Regions from separate parts of the Sus scrofa genome. Here region 1 is linked to region 2. The links are chromatin contacts, called in public HiChIP or PLAC-seq maps. All regions are on one chromosome and are shown on one strand. The core of a region is the stretch at or near the end of the contact, and the rest is flanking DNA. Distances in the headings are between cores, read along the strand shown. Region 1 holds the start of RTFDC1 (replication termination factor 2 domain containing 1). Region 2 holds the start of CSTF1 (cleavage stimulation factor subunit 1).

Region 1 (5,498 bases), core at 2,116-4,615, 68 kb after region 2:
TTTATTTTGGTGTCCTTTTCTTAGGAAGTTCTTCATCCTTAGGTGAAGAGGTCAGGGACGATGGCTCTGAGGAGGGGACCAGGAGCAGAGTGATGAATCATCTGCGGAGTCTGCCTGCTACACCTACGGGAAGGGCGTTCTGGAGGGGGAACAGCAAGCCAAGTGCCTTAGGCATAACCTTAAATTGGCTGTGATATTCCTAAAGAATCCCAATACATAGATTTGTTTTGGTTTTTTTATGCTGTTAAAATGAGTTCCCCAGCACATCAGCTTTTTGCCCAGCGCTGGATGAGCACATGGGCAAAAAGCTGACAGGAAATCAAACCCACCAGAGTTGAGAAGTCTGTAATATCTGGGAACTAGTGTAACAGAGAGTAGAAACATTTAAAGTCCTGGGCCTTACGAAACCATGAATGAAATACATACATGTCTAAATTATAGAAAATGTTCCCATGTATTAAAGGATATTTTTCTGAAGACTAAGCCTAAAATTTTCATCAAATTTTCCAACAGGTCCAACGGCCCCAGAAAGGCTTTGCAAGAAGATAATGGTTTTCTCTTTCATGATTTCATTCCTTCCCCGCCCTTTAAGTTCACAGCTTGATCCAGGGTTCAAAGTTGTATTTTTGTAAGAGAATATCCTTTACTGGTTCATTCAACAAAGGCGGCGGGAGGAAGCAGCAGAGAATGCACCTGCTTCCCAGTGTGGTTGAAATTGAAATGGCTCAAATCAAGAAAAGCACAGAACACAACGCTTGACAGCTCTCAACAAAAATGAGTTGCTATTGATGATAACAACAAACAGTAGAAACATTTTAGCTGTGTACCCTCTGCAACACAGAGTAGCTTAGTGACCAATATGCTAAAAGAGGAAGCCAAGGAGGAAGAGAAAAAAACATCCAGCTACTGAACTTTAACGCCCACGAGGTCATCACCACAGGGTGTCATCAGCAGCTTTTGGAGGAGAGGTTAAAGAGGGTGGCATCTGTAGGTAGATGGGCCTCATTTGAGAAAGCCCCTCCCTTATCTTCTACTCCTGTTACTTCCTGGATATGTGCCCCTGAATCTCATTACATCTGAACCTCAGGCTTGCGGTTTGGAAAAAAGAAGGCAGGCTAGCCCCCGAATTGTGTTGTGAGGACAGGAGGAAAGAAATGCTTCCAAAGTTTCCAGTGTAGAATCATGGTTTGAGACACAGTCGCTATTTTTTTTCCCTCCCCAGATGAATTTGGTGAGGGGTAGATTTCCTGGCCAGCAAAAAATCACTGGCTTGAGAGTTGTCTAGAGATCTTTGGGTTTTTGCAAGTCTCTGATTTTCTGCCCATTGCTGTAAAAGAAAACTAATCTTAAAACTCCTTTCTCGATTACTAGCTGTCTGACCTTAGATGACTGCTTTGATCTTTCCAGCCTTCTGTTTCCTTCCCAGTAAATGAGATTCTAATTGCATTTATTTGCATTTATTTATTTACCTAGCAGCCGTGGCGTGTGTAAATTCTTGGGCCAGAGATTAAACCCACACCACAGCAGCAACCTGAGCCACAGCAGTGATAATCAGATCCTTAACCCACTGACCTACGCAGGAACTCCTCCAAATGTATATTTTTTTCCTTTGGTCTTTTTGGGGCCGAACCCTCATACGGAGGTTCCCAGGCTAGGGGTCGAATTGCAGCTGTAGCCACCAGCTTACACCACAGCCATAGCAACATGGGATCTGAGCCACATCTGCAACCTACGCCATAGCTCATGACAACGCCAGAACATTAACCCACCGAGTGAGGCCAGGGATTGAAACTGCATCCTCATGGGTACTAGTCAGAGTCACTTCTGCTGCCCCATGATGGGAACTCCTCCAGTTGTATTTAGAATGAGACTGTACTTTTGGTTTATCGAGGAATAAAACAAAGTCCCTGCAGAGTTTCCAGTTTTGTGATGGGCTTAAAAAACAAATCATAAGCCAATCAGAGACCAACTGATTAGAGGGCTTGTTTTCTTTTAAGTCCCATTAATTGCAGTAACAGATAACCCACTCTTATAACCCTTAAAGTTTTCATATCCACATATACTGTGTTTTCTGTTCCCAAGTGGCGAATAGTTTCAGCTTTTTTACATTTCACTTTGGTCATCATGGTAACATCCAATCATAAAGGGCTGCTTTACTGACAGAGGATAGGCTTTCCGCTAATATTTCCTTTTCTTTTTGTCTTTTTAGGGCCGCACCCATGGCATATGGAAGTTCCCAGGTTAGGGGTCTAATCCCAGGCTAGGGGTCTAATCACAGCCACAGCAACACCAGATCAGAGCCTCGTCTATGACCTACACCCCTACACCACAGCTCACAGCAACACCGGATCCTTAACCTACTGAGCTGCAGGGATTGAACCTGCAACCTCATGGTTCCTAATGGGATTCGTTTCCACTGAGCCAAGACGGAAACTCCTATTTCTAATAATTAAATGAACAAATGGAGAGATAGTCAAGGGCAGGGGAGCAGGCAATCATGAATTTTAACAGGGAGTTTGCAAGGGATTTATGTTCTCTTTATAGATGTAATACAGCCCTAGGAAAGGTGTGGTGCCATCAGTGTATGATTTATAAATCTGCGTCTGTTAGACTTGCTGTTTCTTTTTTAAATTTACTTTTTACTTTTAATTTATAATACGCCCCTTTTTTAATAAATAAAAACATCTTTTAGCCAGGGCTTCAGGATGCGGTGAATGAAATACATACACGCACAAACTGCGTGTACCTATACAATATACACGGCAGTGTCAGAAGTTTCAGACCGTAAGAGAATCTTACTCCTCCACAGCCTCATCCAACACCACTTTAAAGGATTTACCTGCTTAGGTCATACCTAAGGCTCAATAAAAAGATGCATTCTCTTTTGAACACACCAACGGTAACTGAAGGAACGATCCATTCATATTCATCAGTAATTGCAGTAATAAAATGCAGCCCTTCCTTGCTCTTACTCCCAGTCTGGGGATATCTGCCCACAGTCAGAGAGGCTAGGGTGCAACGGGGCCCAGGAGCGGCGGGTGACCCTGAGCCACCTCGACTAGTGCGGGCCCCTCACCCCCGGAGCGTGGGCGAGCGATTTGCGGGCCCCTCGCCCCCGGAGCGTGGGCGAGCGATTTGGCGGGTGCAGCAGAAATCCAGCGCCCATCGGAAAAAGGAAGGGAAGGGCGGCAGCGGCGGCGCGGGAGTGGGAGAACTCTTGACACCAGACACACTCACAAAGCCCTGCCGGCGCTTTGCAACAGCCCCAGCGGCTGGGCCACGCCCAATGCCTAAAGACGCTCTCCATGGCAACCGGGGCTTGGCAAAAGCCCCGCCCCGTCCCCCGCCCCGTCGCGACTAGCGGTTTGCGTCACGCGGCGCGCCGGAAGTGACGATTGCGCTCGCTAGGGACCCCGGAAGTGGCTGCTAGGGGGAATTACTGCGGACTCTGACTCTTGGCTTGCTATGGGTTGCGACGGAGGCACAATCCCCAAGAGGCACGAGCTGGTGAAGGGGCCGAAGAAGGTTGAGAAGGTCAGTGACAGGGGCCCAGTGGGGTCCGGGGGCTTCTGAGGCATGCAGAGCTCCCCGGGGAGAGAAGGGAGGTGGGAGGGGGAGCTAGAGGGGTTCTACCGTCAACGAAGCTCAATTATACCTTTCAAAACTCAAAATTAACCGCAGTATCAATAACGGACCTTTACTGAGCGTGTGGCATTCACCCGGCAGTACGCATAATGTGGCATTGCTCTTGTAACTCTTACAAGAGCCCTAGGGGTACATACTGTCATTAGTCTCTCTTTTCAGACCTGGAAATTGCGATCTAAGAGGAAAAGGTTGCAGAGCTAGTCAGTAGGAGAGCCAGGATTTGAAGTCTGTCTGCTGTCTGCTGCTGTTTTGTACACCCTAACTTCGTTTCCTCAGTAAAGTCTTCTCAAACCGCTCCCTGTGAGATCAGGGCCTCCTCTAAAAACTGTCTTACCCCCGTGTACACAGCGTTCCGGTCAATGAATGTTGATCTCAGACGATTGCAGAGGCTGCATCTCTTTCCCCTTTACAAGTAGCAGGGTTCCTGGTACAGTAAATATAGTGAATAAATGAATGAGTGGATAATCCCTAATTCTGAAAAGTGATTGAGCCAATTATAATTTATAGGGAAATTGAGTCAGTAACACGACCAAGATCACACAATTGGTAGGTAATAACAGGATTCCCATCCAGTTATTCAGGATTTCAGAGTTAGCACTAGTAATTGCTTTTTAATAATAGTAGGTGTGTAAAGCACCTAATACAAGTGACCAAGTGACTGACACACTGTGACTCCATTCAGCAGCCAAAGAGGATTTTTTTTTTTTTTTTTTTTTTTTTTTTTTTTTTTTTGCTTTTTAGGGCCGCATGTGCGGCCCATGGAAGTTCCCAGGCTAGGGGTTGAATCGGAGCTACAGCTGCCAGTCTATACCACAGCCATAGCAACAAAGGATCCCCGACCCACTGAACAAGGCCAGGGATCTGAAGCCACATCCTCATGGATACTGGCCAGATTAGTTTCCGCTGTGCCGAATTGGGAACTCCCTAGAGAAGTCTTTTTTAAAAATAAATTACGTGTATCACTATTGTGTTTAAATCACTCAAGTGGCTTCTCATTGTATTCACGGTAAAATTCTCACAGACCTTGTGTGATCAGACCCTCTGCCTCTCTTTATATCTTATCTAATGCCCCTTTCCCACCCTTTCTCTTCCAGCTATATAGGCCTTGTTCCTCAACCCGGAGTATAATTTCCTCAACCTGTGTTCTTCACTGAGATACTCATATCACTTGGGTTTTTGTTTTTTGGGTTTTTTTGTTTGTTTGTTTTTAAATGCTTCAAGTCTTTACACAAATGTCATCTCATCCCGGTCCACTGTAGCCAAAATACATCTCATTTCTAATCACTCTGCCTTTTTCTGCTGCTTTTCTTTTTAAATTTTTTTTGGCCGCACTTGTGTCATCCAGAAGTTCCTACGCCAGGGATCAAACCCACACCACACCACAGCAGCCACTGGAGCCACAGCAGTGACAATGCTGGATCCTTTAGCCAAAGTGTGGCTCTTGATGTGGGGAATGAATAGGACAATAGCTACGACAGTGTGGTGGGGGTTTGTTTGTTTTTATTTTAAATAATAGAGGGGAGGGACAAATTAGGAGATAATTAGGGACAAATTGACAGATACGAGGTACTATACATAAGATAGGTGGGCAGCAAGGACTTAGTGTATAGCAAGGCAATTAGACCCAGTATCTTTTAGTAACCTGTAATGAATTATAAGCAGCAAAAACCCTGAATAACTATACTGTATGCCTGCAACTAACACAACCTCGTAAATTAACCACACTTCAATGAAACAAATAAGTAAAATTTTAAAGTTATAGAATAATTACAACAAAATAATAGAAATAGAGAGTAGTGATGAAAAGCATGGTCTTTAGCGCCAGCCCACCTGGGTTTGTTTTTTTGTTTTTT
Region 2 (5,168 bases), core at 686-3,185:
GTAGGTGACAGACACCGCTCGGATCTGGCGTGGCTGTGGCCGGGAGCTACAGCTCTGATTCGACCTCTAGCCTGGGAACTTTCATATGCAGAGGGTGGCCCCCCCCAAAAAAAGAATAGAAAGGAAAAGGAAATATATTTTCATTATGAGAACATTAATTTCACAATGCTCTGATGCTTCACTCTCCCTTAACAATTATAAGCAGCAAACTAATGAGATCACGGAGGCCCATGGACATTTATTCCACAGTCTTCAATGGAAGCTGCAGATATTTGCTGTAGTCTAATACACTTTTCCTTCTCAGGAAGAATAAACAGCAGAATAAATCTCTGATCCAGAAATTCTGGAGAGCTGCAGGAAGACTGCTTCTCAGGTGATTCTGGTTTACAGCCAAGCACAGGAGTCAAATGCAGAGGACCTGCACGAGATCCCTGCAGTTCACACCAGAGATCCTACTGGTCTAAATAGGAAAGTCGATATTTAATAGCACTGTGGGTTTAGACTTTTTCTTTCTTTGTCAAACCTACAAATGCCTGGAAAAAATGAAGCATGGAAAGGAAATAAGGTGCATAATTCAAAGAAAAGGGAACGTTAAGGGTGACTTTTACTGCCTCCTGCTCAAGGGTGGTAGCCAGGACGTTTGTTAGAAATGGAAACTTTTCAGGTCCGATCCCAGACCTAACAAACCAGTTCCCGCATTTCAACATCCCCGTTCCCGCATTTCAACATCCCCAGATAACCATCGAGCGCTGGGCTAGATCACAGGTTCTCAATGAACCATCAGAACCACCTGCACAGCTTGACAAAAACACAGACACCTGAGTCCTAAGCCCAAGCACTTCTGATCCATTAGGTGGGACCCTACTTTTTCCCAAGGATCCTCAAGCAGTCCTGATAAAGGCAGTCCAAGGTCTACAGTTTGAGAAGCACTGGCCCGCGAAGGCCTCTTCCGAGAAGTTATTTACTCACCCACTCACCCAACCGGCCCGGACACGAGCCTTTGCAGCTAGTCTAAGGTCGCCCCCGTGCCTAACATTCACCACTATCGATACCTCCCTAAGTTCGTCGCCTGCTCTCCACCGCCCCCCAAGCACGTACACTCCAAGACAATAAAAAACTTTATTTTTCTCACCCAGGTGCTCACTGAAAGCACACTGCCCACCCCACCAGCTCAACAACCCCATCCACTCCAGGCGTTTAATAACACCAAGTGGCGTCTTACAGGGCGCCTCGGGACCAGGAGCAGAGGGGAGGGCTCTGGGGAAGCACCAGGCTGGGGCGCGGGGCCGGGGGGGGGGTGCAGGGGGACCCTTTCTCGCCCCGACCCTCCCATGCAAGCCCCGCAGCCCCACCACCCGCTTCCCTCCCACCCTCTCGCTGAGGCCACCCACCCAGCGGCTGCCCGCCCTCCTGAGAGCTGCTCCGGGGCTACGCACCTAGGGGTTCTCACCTCCAACTTGAAAACAGCGCTTCCTCCAGAGGGCTCAGCCGTTAGGACGCAAAGTCTTCATTTTAAATAGGAGTTAAACCCTCTTAGCCGAAAGCTGATTGGCCTGAGTCAGAGAGGCGCTACCTTTTCATTGGTTCAAGGCCAACTCGCCGGCTTGAGTCACAGCCCAGGAGAGGCGGCGCGCAGGCGTACTTCCTCCGTGAGGCCCCGGAAGTGGTGGAGCCAACGGCCCGCCACATCCGAGGCCGTTCGAGAGCCCACAGGGCTCTCCTGGTCTGACATTTATCGGTGAGACAGCAGGGCTTTGGCGTCAGGGCCCCCGCGTAGGAGATAAAGTCTGAGGAGGTGAACGAACCTCCCGAACACGCCCGTGAGTAAGATGGCGAGAAGGGCAGGAACGAGTGGGTTCGATCGATAGCGCAGCGCTCGGCGCGACGCCCTTTGCGCGTGCGCAGTGCACGTGCACGCGGAGCGATCGATTGGGCAGGATTCGCGTCTCCATTTTTCTAGGAGAGAGCGGGAGACCGGAGAGAGCGGGTATGGGGGGCCCGGGTTTCGCGGAGAGTGGCTGGTGCGGTCGGCTGGGCCCTTTGGGAGACCACAGGAAGGGGCGAGGCGGGAAGGGTCGACGGTGAGCGATGCGGCCTGTGCCCTGAGTTGCCAGGCTAAGGCTGCATTTGCTCCTCCTCTTCAAAGGCCTCGCTCTCACTCTCTCTCCATCCCCAGTTGGCCTTTAGGTCCGGGTGATAGCGGAACGTACGGTGAGGGGGGCGTCTGTGTTCTCGCCGCGGTGCTCCTTCCAACTCCAGGTACGACCAGTCCTGGGTGGGCCTCTTCCTATCCTCTGGCCGCAGCCCCTTCACCTGCAAACTGGGGATGGTAATTAGGCACTTACTCGCCCAGCGAGCGAACGTTCTTTGGGAGTTGGGAAGCAGGGCTTGTCCTGTCTTTCTTATTTTAACCTTTTGGTACGCCTCCTGATGCTCCTGGCTTAAGTGGAGATACAGGATGGAATAGTGCTCAAGCTCTGGGCTCTGGTGTGGGCAATCCCAGTGGCCACTTTAACCTTGGACGAGTTTCGCAGCAGCATTCTGTTTGCAGTGTTTCCTAACCTTTTTGAGCCAGTTTGATCATCAATGTTGTGTCCTAGTGGGTGTATGTATATATGTGTGTGTATATATATAATTTGTTTTTTCTCCGTATACTTTAAATATATCTTAAGAGTTTAGCGTGGTGTTTGGCAATTGCTTAGTAAATGTTAGCTGTTGGTATTAACACTCATCAGTGCAGCACAGTAAGAACTCAGGCTCTGGGCTCAAATAGATTAGTTTAAGGTTCAGGTTCTGCCATTTACAAGCTCTTGGGTCCTGGGTTAAGTTAATCTCTCTGGGCCTCAGGTTGCCTACCTCTAAAATGAGATTTGATGAGGACTGAACAAGGTAATGCATATTAGTTGCTTACAACATGTGTATTACTGTATTAAATGTCTAATGGATTTTTACTGGTTCATTAAGTTTTTAAGGAGCACTACAGGCAGTGGAAACAGCACAGTCTCTAGAGTCAAATCACCTGCATTCTAATTCACGTTCCTTGGGCAGTAGACCTTGGCCAAGCTATTGCCCCTCCTCACCTGTAAACAGGATTACTGAACCTCCTTTATAGGGTGTTGAGGATTAATTGAGAGGAAACATGGTAAAAAAAAAAAAACTCAATAAATGTTAGCTCTTCTTATTATCATTAGCCTCAGTAATTCTCCAGGGGGCAGTGTGTAGTTAAAAAACACTGTTCCCCACAACACCTCCCACTTGCAGTCACCCCTGTGAGGTACAACAATACCAGTAGATACCAGTGTTAGCTGCCCACTCACTGCCCTTTTTCATAGTCATCTCTCCTGTGCTTCTGCCTTCCAGTTTTCTCCTCTGCCACAGCTACCTATCTGCCTTTGACTTTTTGTTGTTGTTGTTATTTCCCCAATACAATTTTTTTTTCTCCCATACAGCATGGTGACCCAGTTACACATACATGTATACATTCTTTTTTCTCACATTATCATGCTCCATCGTAAGTGACTAGACATAGTTCCCAGTGCTACACAGCAGGATCTCATTGCTAATCCATTCCAAAGGCAATAGTTTGCATGGATTAACCCCAAGCTCCCAGTCCACCCCACCCCCTCCCCCTCGGCAACCACAAGTCTCTTCTCCATGACTTTTATTCTTTTTTTTTTTTTTTTTTTGTCTTTTTGCTATTTCTTTGGGCCGCTCCTGCGGCATATGAAGGTTCCCAGGCTAGGGGTCCAATCGGAGCTGTAGCCACTGGCCTACGCCGGAGTCACAGCAACGCGAGATCCGAGCCACGTCTGCAACCTATACCACAGCTCACGGCAACGCCGGATCGTTAACCCACTGAGCAAGGGCAGGGACCGAACCCGCAACCTCATGGTTCCTAGTCGGATTTGTTAACCACTGCGCCACGATGGGAACCCCCCCCCTTTTTTTTTGACTTTTATTCTTTATTGCTGTTTGCCCCGGCAGCCTTCCGGCATCTGTACAGACGTACATTTATGTACAGACATTGATTTTTATAATCAAGTTATCTAATCATGTCCACCATTTGGAGTTTGTTTTTGTTTTTGCACAAACCGAAAACCAGCATCTAGTTTTTTTCTCTAAGACAAGGGAAAACTTGAGCCCTTATAAATCAGCCTGAGTGCATAGCCCTTCACATTTTTCCTTTTATAGTTGTTTCACCATATCCCATTTGCCAGTATTTTATCTGCGACCTACACCTACAGCTCACAGCAACGCCCAATCCTTAACCCACTGAGCAAGGCCAGGGATCGAACCCGCAACCCCATGGTTCCTAGTCGGATTCATTAACCACTGCACCACGACGGGAGCTCTGCCAGTATTTTATTAAGCCATTGATCTTTGAATCTTTCCGAAGCGTTCAACTTGATTTCATTTTCATAGCACAGTAGCTTTTTAGCTCTCATGTTTTGATTTACTGCCTAAGGAAATCATAGAATTTAACAAGCTTAGTTGCCTTAAAACATATGTTAAGAATGAACATAAGTAAACCTAACAGCTCAGCTGGTGCAGGCAGTAGTGTCTAGACATCTGACGATACCAGCTGTCTTTCCCATTGCAAATATGAGCCAGTGTTTTATTAACAGAAGAAATGGAAGGTTCTGGGATAGCAGTAAAGAATAAAAATCACAGGTGGGTAGTTTGGCAGAAAAGAAAAGTTGAAGAAGAGAGGTCTCACTGTAAATATTGGCTAACAGGATTTGAACAGTTTCTTCGTGCCGCTGCGCTCCATGCTCTGCATGCACCATCTTGTTGAACCTTCACGAACCTATTTAACAGCTGTGAACCTGCTCCCAGAGAAACAGGGCTGTGGACCGAATAAACGCAGCTGATAGAGCTGGGGTTTCAGCCCTGAAGGTCTGACCAGATTCCTGTGTTGCTTCTGTGATAGCCCAGTGCCTCTGCCCTTCATCATCCGCTTGCCTTCTCTCTTGCAGCTGGCAGGGAAACTGTCTTCCTCTCTAAGATGTACAGAACCAAAGTGGGTTTGAAGGACCGTCAGCAGCTCTACAAGCTGATCATCAGCCAGCTGCTCTATGATGGCTACATCAGCATTGCTAATGGCCTCATCAACGAAATCAAGCCTCAGTCTGTCTGTGCACCCTCAGAGCAGCTCCTGCATCTCATCA

The links. HiChIP or PLAC-seq counts read pairs in DNA pulled down with a chosen protein or histone mark.
Region 1: an H3K27ac HiChIP or PLAC-seq map of alveolar macrophages shows a contact between it and region 2. The contact joins the promoter of RTFDC1 here to the promoter of CSTF1 in region 2. A contact is called at or near these places in 1 of 5 promoter capture datasets (liver), 16 of 47 Hi-C or Micro-C datasets (alveolar macrophages, blood, embryonic fibroblasts and 8 more) and 2 of 2 datasets of contacts at active chromatin or transcription factors (alveolar macrophages and skeletal muscle).

What each region holds. Positions count from the first base shown.
Region 1 is chr17:57,037,602-57,043,099 of Sscrofa11.1, forward strand. It overlaps RTFDC1 (replication termination factor 2 domain containing 1), which reads left to right and starts at 3,366. Exons shown (of 9, transcript NM_001110432.1): 1 at 3,366-3,534. The coding sequence starts at 3,466.
Region 2 is chr17:56,970,588-56,975,755 of Sscrofa11.1, forward strand. It overlaps CSTF1 (cleavage stimulation factor subunit 1), which reads left to right and starts at 1,936. Exons shown (of 7, transcript NM_001110430.1): 1 at 1,936-1,987; 2 at 2,177-2,259; 3 at 4,977-5,168. The coding sequence starts at 5,006. It also overlaps a transcript of AURKA not described here.